Regions from separate parts of the Sus scrofa genome. Here region 2 is linked to region 1. A link is a contact called in public HiChIP or PLAC-seq data. All regions are on one chromosome and are shown on one strand. Each heading gives the region's core, a stretch centred on a gene start, on an enhancer-like site or on the middle of the called end of the contact. The rest is flanking DNA. Distances are from core to core; before and after follow the strand shown.

Region 1 (3,338 bases), core at 478-2,977:
TGGGAGAGGAGGGGATGGGTGGGGGCTGCTTAGATTAGATTTCCTGTTTCTCCAGTTTCTTTTTCTATTTTTTTTTTTTTTAAGGGCTGTACCCACAGCATAAATTAGTTCCCAGTCTAGGGGTCGAATTGGAGCTGCAGCTGCTGGCCTATGCCACTGCCACAGCAATACAAGATCCAAGCCGTGCCTGCGACTTCCACCACAGCTCATGGCAACACCAGATCCTTAACCTACTGAGTGAGGCCATGCATTGAACCTGTGTGCTCATGGATACTAGTGGGGTTGGTTGCTGCTGAGCCACGACGGGAACTTCCGAAGACTTCCTGTTTCAAATAGCCAACGGGTGACTTAAAATCCTGCCATCCTCCTTTCTGAGGCTTGTGATTGGTGGAGGCTTCATCATCCCTCCTCTCCATCCACTTGGCTTCCCTGACCCATCAATGCCATGTGCTACCTGCCCGGTGACTTGGAACTCATCCAACAATAGGATTTGGGATAAATTTTCACAGCTGTGTTTATCATGGGCCCAATTCAAAGGACTGTCCAAGGGACTTTACACAACTTATTTCTTATTCTCACAAAATCCTAAGGCTGAGTAGACGGAACCCTCATTCTAAAGCCACAGAGCTACTTAGGGTTGGAGCTAGGACTCAAAGCCAGATCCATCTGATTTCTAAAGGTGGTCTCCCTCACCTCTGGCACCGTGCCTTCCCAAGTGGGATTCCAGAACAACCAGCCAGGGCAACAGGTCTCCTGAACTTTAACCAGGGAGATACTAGCAGACCTTGCCAGGTCCGGTCTAGCATCTACAGGAGGTGCCACTGGGGGGCCTGCCTGTGCAATCCCAGGAATCACTCTGAGGATGGGGGCAGCACCAGCAGATAAGCTTCCTTACAGGATGGACGGTGACCAGCCTTCCTGACAACCGTGAGTGATGGGTTCTGGGGCTGGAGAAGAAGCAGTCCGTCTCCTTGCAGCCAGCTGGTACCAGAGATTTCTCACTGCACAGAGACCAGCAAGGATCCTCCAAGCACAAATTTCAGTAGAAAGGAGTAGCCAGGCAGCTTTCAGGGTACCAAGTGCCAGCAGAGATGTCTCCCTTCAAAGCAGAGCTTGCAGCCCAGTAGCTCCTGGGCCTGTCCAGCCTGCAGCCAGGTTTTGTGGGGGCTCACACTCTGTTTTAAATTGAAAGAGTTCAATCAAAAGACTTCAGACAAAAATTCAGATTTCAAGAAAATCAGAAGAGGGAGCAAACCTCCTGCCTGGGTCCTCAGGGTATTTTGTGACCCTTGCATTAAACAACACTGTCATGTTCCTGTCATGGCTCCGTGGTTAACAAATCTGACTAGGACCCATGAGGTTTCAAGTTTGATCCCTGGCCTTGCTCAGTGGGTTAAGGATCTGGCATTGCTGTGAGCTGTGGTGTAGGTTGCAGACGCGGCTTGGATCCCGAGTTGCTGTGGCTCTGACACAGGCTGGCAGCTACAGCTCTGATTAGACCCCTAGCCTGAACCTCCATATGCCGAAGGAGCGGCCCTGGTAAAGGCAAAAAGACAAAAAAACAAAAACAAAAACAAAAACAAAACCACTGATGTATACGAATGCTCACTTCATACTGGTTAAGAGCATGCATTTAGGAGGACAGGAGACTTGCCTGCCTATGTTAGTTCTGCCTCTGGCCAGCTTGGCGACCTCAGGGAAAGTACTTAGGAAATGCTAAGCTTTACTAAATTTCTTCATGGGTAAAAGCAAGCATGTGGTGACAGTGGTTCCTCTGTACTGGAGAACCTGATAAGACTATAGACAGGAAACATACTGCAATCATGCACGTGATGAGGGGGTGGGGCGTTCCCACTGTGGCTCAGCGGAAACGAATCCGACTAGTATCCGTGACGATGCGGATTCAATCCCTGGCCTCGCTCAGTGGGTCAGGGATCTGGCGTTGCCATGAGCTGTGGTGCAGGTTGCAGTTATGACTCACATCCTGCGTGGCTGTGGCTGTGGCCAGCAGCTGAGCTCCGATTCCACCCCTAGCCTGGGAACTTCCATATGCCACAAGTTGGGCCCTAAAAAGCAAAAAACAAAACAAAACGAAAAACAAACAGTGCGAGGGGGGGTTCTGTTATCACCCTCATCTTGCAGAGAAGAAACTTGGATTGAAGGGATGAGGTCATTTGCCCAGGAACTCCTAGCTTGTGAGTGACAGGGGATCTGGGTTCAAATGCAGACAGCCTGCTGATTGCACCCAAGTTCATCACCGTTATTGTTCTAAGGGCTGTGCTTCTGAGGCCATCTGCGTCCAGTGACAAAATCATCTCTCCAGTTCTGTATTAGAAATCTCAGTGCAAATCTCCATCCCCCACACGTCCTAACGGCTGGGCTACCCCCTTGCCTCTCCCACCAGGCTGAGAGCAACTCAGGGTTTTGCGATATTGATCTCCGAGCACACCTGTCTGCCTAATGAATAATGAATGAGTAAGCCTAATGAATAAATAAGCACAGGAGAAATCAATCGAGTCCACTATTGGGTATGGAGTAGATTAAAAACAACCCGAAATTAATAAAATCCGCCCATTGACTATCTTTTTGGATATTTCTGAAACCTCTCCTGAATCATTATAGATTTCACAGCAGTAGTCAAAGCCCCCTCTACCTGGGAATCCCGCAAGCTAACCCTCTCCCCTCCCAAGGTGAAGGCTCCGCTCCACGGTGAGCAAAATGAACCCAGTGTTCTTTGGTGCGGATCCACAGTAAATGATCGCTTAGCCCACAGAGAACTGTCTGCAAGACTGTGTTAGTTATTATCCTCTCATAATAAAATAGATTACGCTATAGTAATGAATACGACCATAATGGTTTGCTGGCAGTTTAATCAATGCATTCCTCGACTACCATTGAGCAAAAATAGGTAACACAGGATCATTTGATCTACAGTTTTATTAATTTGGTGCCATTTGTCTCCTGGTTATTTTAATGATCTCTCATTATGAGAAAATGGGGAAACTCCCTGGGGGGAAAAAAAAAGTAGAATCATATGACTCTATGTAATGCATTGCTTTGTTTTTGTGCGGAAAAAGAGCTCACTCCAATTCAGTTTGGGAACCAAGGTTCCTGATGCCTAATTAAATGGAGTTCTGGATTTCTGAAAGAAAAACTCCCTGATCCCAGGCACATCAGACAAAGCCATTCAAATCACGCATAAGATTAAGTGTGCTGAAAGTGGCCTGGCGTTGGTAGAAGCAAGCTTCTAAAATCAGCACCATCGGAGTTCCCATCGTGGCTGTCATGGCTCAGTGGTTAATGAACCCAACTAGTATCCATGAGGATGAGGGTTCAAT
Region 2 (3,338 bases), core at 369-2,868, 210 kb after region 1:
GAGTTTCCTGTTGGAAATGGAGCGGCAATAAAGGCAGAGAAGCTCTGGGAAAAAAAAAAAAAAAAAAAAAAAAAGACCATCGGGAGTTCCCGTCGTGGCGCAGTGGTTAACGAATCCGACTAGGAACCATGAGGTTGCGGGTTCGGTCCCTGCCCTTGCTCAGTGGGTTAAGGATCCGGCGTTGCCGTGAGCTGTGGTGTAGGTTGCAGACGCGGCTCGGATCCCGCGTTGCTGTGGCTCTGGCGTAGGCCGGTGGCTACAACTCCGATTCGACCCCTAGCCTGGGAACCTCCATGTGCCGCGGGAGCGGCCCAAGAAATAGCAACAACGACAACAACAAAAGACAAAAAGACAAAAAAAAAAAAAGACCATCGGAGGCAGAACGGTTTTGGACAAGCAACAGGAAACTGTTTTTGTCTGTCCAGGTCCCCCTCCACATCATGTAACGTCTACGCCAGTCAACATTTCAGGCTTTAGGCAAACGGGGCTGATGAATACGCTGAAGGGGTTGCAGGGCCCCTTACACAGGAGAGCGCTTTACAGCGGCCCCGGCTCTTGTCCCTCCCCAGCTGACGTTCTATGCCCTTCATCCTGTCGGTCACACTGTCCCCCTCTTCCTCCAATCCCTGCCTAATCCCCTTCTATTCACTGTAGCCTAAATGTCCACTTGTCAGAAAAGCCTGTCCTGACGACCCCCTCTACACATGCTCACGTCCTCCCAGGACGGGAGCTACAGGCGGGGCTGGGACACTGTTTTGTCCGCTGCTCCTAGCACAGTGCCTGGTACACAGCAGGTCCCCAGTAAGACTGCAAGTGAAGTGTCTGTGAACGGCCTGGATAAAGCTACAGCAATGCAGGCATGCAATCCTTCCAGCACAGGATGCATGGCAGATCAGCAATGCATGCTGCTTGGAGCACGTCAAAACCGATCCCCGGCCCACGAGGTTAGCGTCCCATTCCTCCCAGAGAGTAGCCCTGTGCTTAGCAAGGTAGAAGCCCCTTTCCCAGTTCCCCAAGGGCCACCCTCCAGTCCCCAGCCCAACTCTAGGCCCAGGAGAATGCCGGCTTTACAAGAACCAGGAAGGCATCAGAGCTGACGGGCCAGGCTCTTTGCAAACCTGCACGAGTGTCAATGTATTACACAGGACAACAAAACACCCCGCCGGCCAAATTATTTGTTGTTTTTCGTAGGGCCGCACCTGCAGCATATGGAGGTTCCCAGGCTAGGGGTCGATTTGGAGCCACAGCTTCCAGCCTCCACCACAGCCACAGCAAAGCCATATCCGAGCAGCATCTTCCACCTACACCACAGCTCACGGAAACACCAGATCCTTAACCCATTGAGAGAGGCCAGGGATCGAACCCACGACCTCATGGTTACCACTGAGCCACAATGAGAACTCCCCAAATTATTCTCAAAGGCAAGAGGAAGTTGGTCAATAGGACAAAAGCACAGAAGATTTGCTCTACCTTGATGTGGGCAGGCTAAGTGATAACTTCCCCTGACCCACTTACCCAACCTAAATCATATGAAACTTCAGGGGCTCCTCCTGCTACCTACCACTTCCTTCACTCAGTAGCCACAAAAGAAGCACTGAACAAACAATGGGAGTTAGGAACATGCAGCTAGTCACAGATTCTAACCCTAGGAGGAACTAGATTAACATCACGTGCTGTGGAGTACTTAGAGGATCTTGTTGAACAACTGCTATTGTGTTTGTGTCCTGTTTCATGAATTTCTGCTTTTATTTCTACTTAGTCCCTTTCCTACATACTTTGTTGTTCTCAACGACCTTTTGAAATAAAAATTGGAGTTTTAACTCAATCATTTCATCTTTTATATTTAATGTCCAAAGCTAAAGTATTTCTAAAATAGGCTATTAATTTTCCTCTGGGCACAGTTTTAGCCTCATCCCATGGGTTTTGATTTGAGATAATCTCATTTTCATTAATCACCCTACAATCTGAAATTCCATGTTTGATTTCTCTTTTGATTTAAGAGTTATTTAGAAGAGTTTTGGTGATTTGTTTAAATGTTTTAAGCAATAGCCTTTTAGAAGCTAATTTTTAATATATCTTACTATTTTATGAATGAGGCCTATTAGGTTTCTACTTCTGAAGTACATTAGGTTTGTTTTGAGACAAATTAATTACCAATTTTAATTAGGGCATCTTAGAATATCTTTAAAAAAAAGCCTTTAAAAAGAAAAGGCCATCTCTTAGAATAAACACACACACATACACACATCTCTCTGTGAAGAGTTTCACAGAAAGCTTACCAAAAAAGTTTTATCTTTTTGAAAATAACATCCAAAGAAAGTAAATAAACTATTAGGGGGGGTGGGGTGGGGAGGGGGGCTACCAGAATTTAAGTATTAGATTTCTCTGATCTGGAAATTCCATACCCAGGAATCATACCCAAAATGGCATTGCTCTGCATCCCCATTTTATTTTTTTATTTTTATTTATTTATTTATTTATTTTTGTCTTTCTGCTATCTCTTGGGCCACTCCCACGGCACATGGAGGTTCCCAGGCTAGGGGTCAAATCGGAGCTGTAGCCTCCGGCCTACGCCAGAGCCACAGCAACACGGGATCCGAGTCGCATCTGTAACCTACACCACAGCTCACGGCAATGCCGCATCCTTAACCCACTGAGCAAGGGCAGGGACCGAACCCGCAACCTCATGGTTCCTAGTCGGATTCGTTAACCACTGCATCTCGACAGGAACTCCTGCATCCCCTTTTTAAAGAATAAAACTGAGACTGCCCAAGACTGAGTCAGATATACTATTCCATTTGAGCTGAGACAGGGTTTCTGATTCCACTAATGCCATCACCATTGAATCCAACTGTCTTCCAAAAGAACTGCTAAAGCAACTGCTGAAGTCTTCCCTTGTGACAATCCTTAAGCCTGATAATTGCACAAGGCACAACCAGAAGGGAAGTTCAAAACAAACAGGACTTTACCCCCAGTAAAGTGGGGTGGGCTGGCTAGAAAAAGTTCTTTGAGAAGCCCCAGAAAGAATATTAAGCCATTTGTCAGCCAGTGCCAAGCAAACCTGAAAGACAGGTGGATCTTAGGGAATCCTGACGTTCTTCTCCCAACCCTGTCAGTGCCTTTGCCTGCAAAAGTGGGACAGGAAATAGAAAAGGACCAGCGTTGCAGGAACCGATGCAGGACCGGAGCTGCTAAACAATACTGACAGTGCACACGAAGGCAGATCCTTAGGGAGAATCTCTGAGCTCCACTGCTGTGGCCACGTACAACGTCTGCAGTCCCAGAAGGAACATTTCAGCACACTGTTTCAATGCAAAATGACATATGCTACTCTAGGC

Evidence for each region. HiChIP or PLAC-seq counts read pairs in DNA pulled down with a chosen protein or histone mark.
Region 2: an H3K27ac HiChIP or PLAC-seq map of alveolar macrophages shows a contact between it and region 1. The contact joins two enhancer-like sites. A contact is called at or near these places in 1 of 47 Hi-C or Micro-C datasets (embryonic fibroblasts) and 1 of 2 datasets of contacts at active chromatin or transcription factors (alveolar macrophages).

What each region holds. Positions count from the first base shown.
Region 1 is chr3:27,265,379-27,268,716 of Sscrofa11.1, forward strand. All of the region lies in intron 3 of XYLT1 (xylosyltransferase 1), which reads right to left. Among named protein-coding and RNA genes, the nearest start is that of XYLT1, 230 kb to the right of the region's middle. Within about 2 kb of position 1,728, at least 10 of the 83 cell types and tissues checked have an H3K27ac peak or open chromatin away from gene starts, as enhancers often do. A contact at or near this core is called in alveolar macrophages, where this site is marked.
Region 2 is chr3:27,473,598-27,476,935 of Sscrofa11.1, forward strand. All of the region lies in intron 1 of XYLT1 (xylosyltransferase 1), which reads right to left. Among named protein-coding and RNA genes, the nearest start is that of XYLT1, 17 kb to the right of the region's middle. Within about 2 kb of position 1,619, at least 3 of the 83 cell types and tissues checked have an H3K27ac peak or open chromatin away from gene starts, as enhancers often do. A contact at or near this core is called in alveolar macrophages, where this site is marked.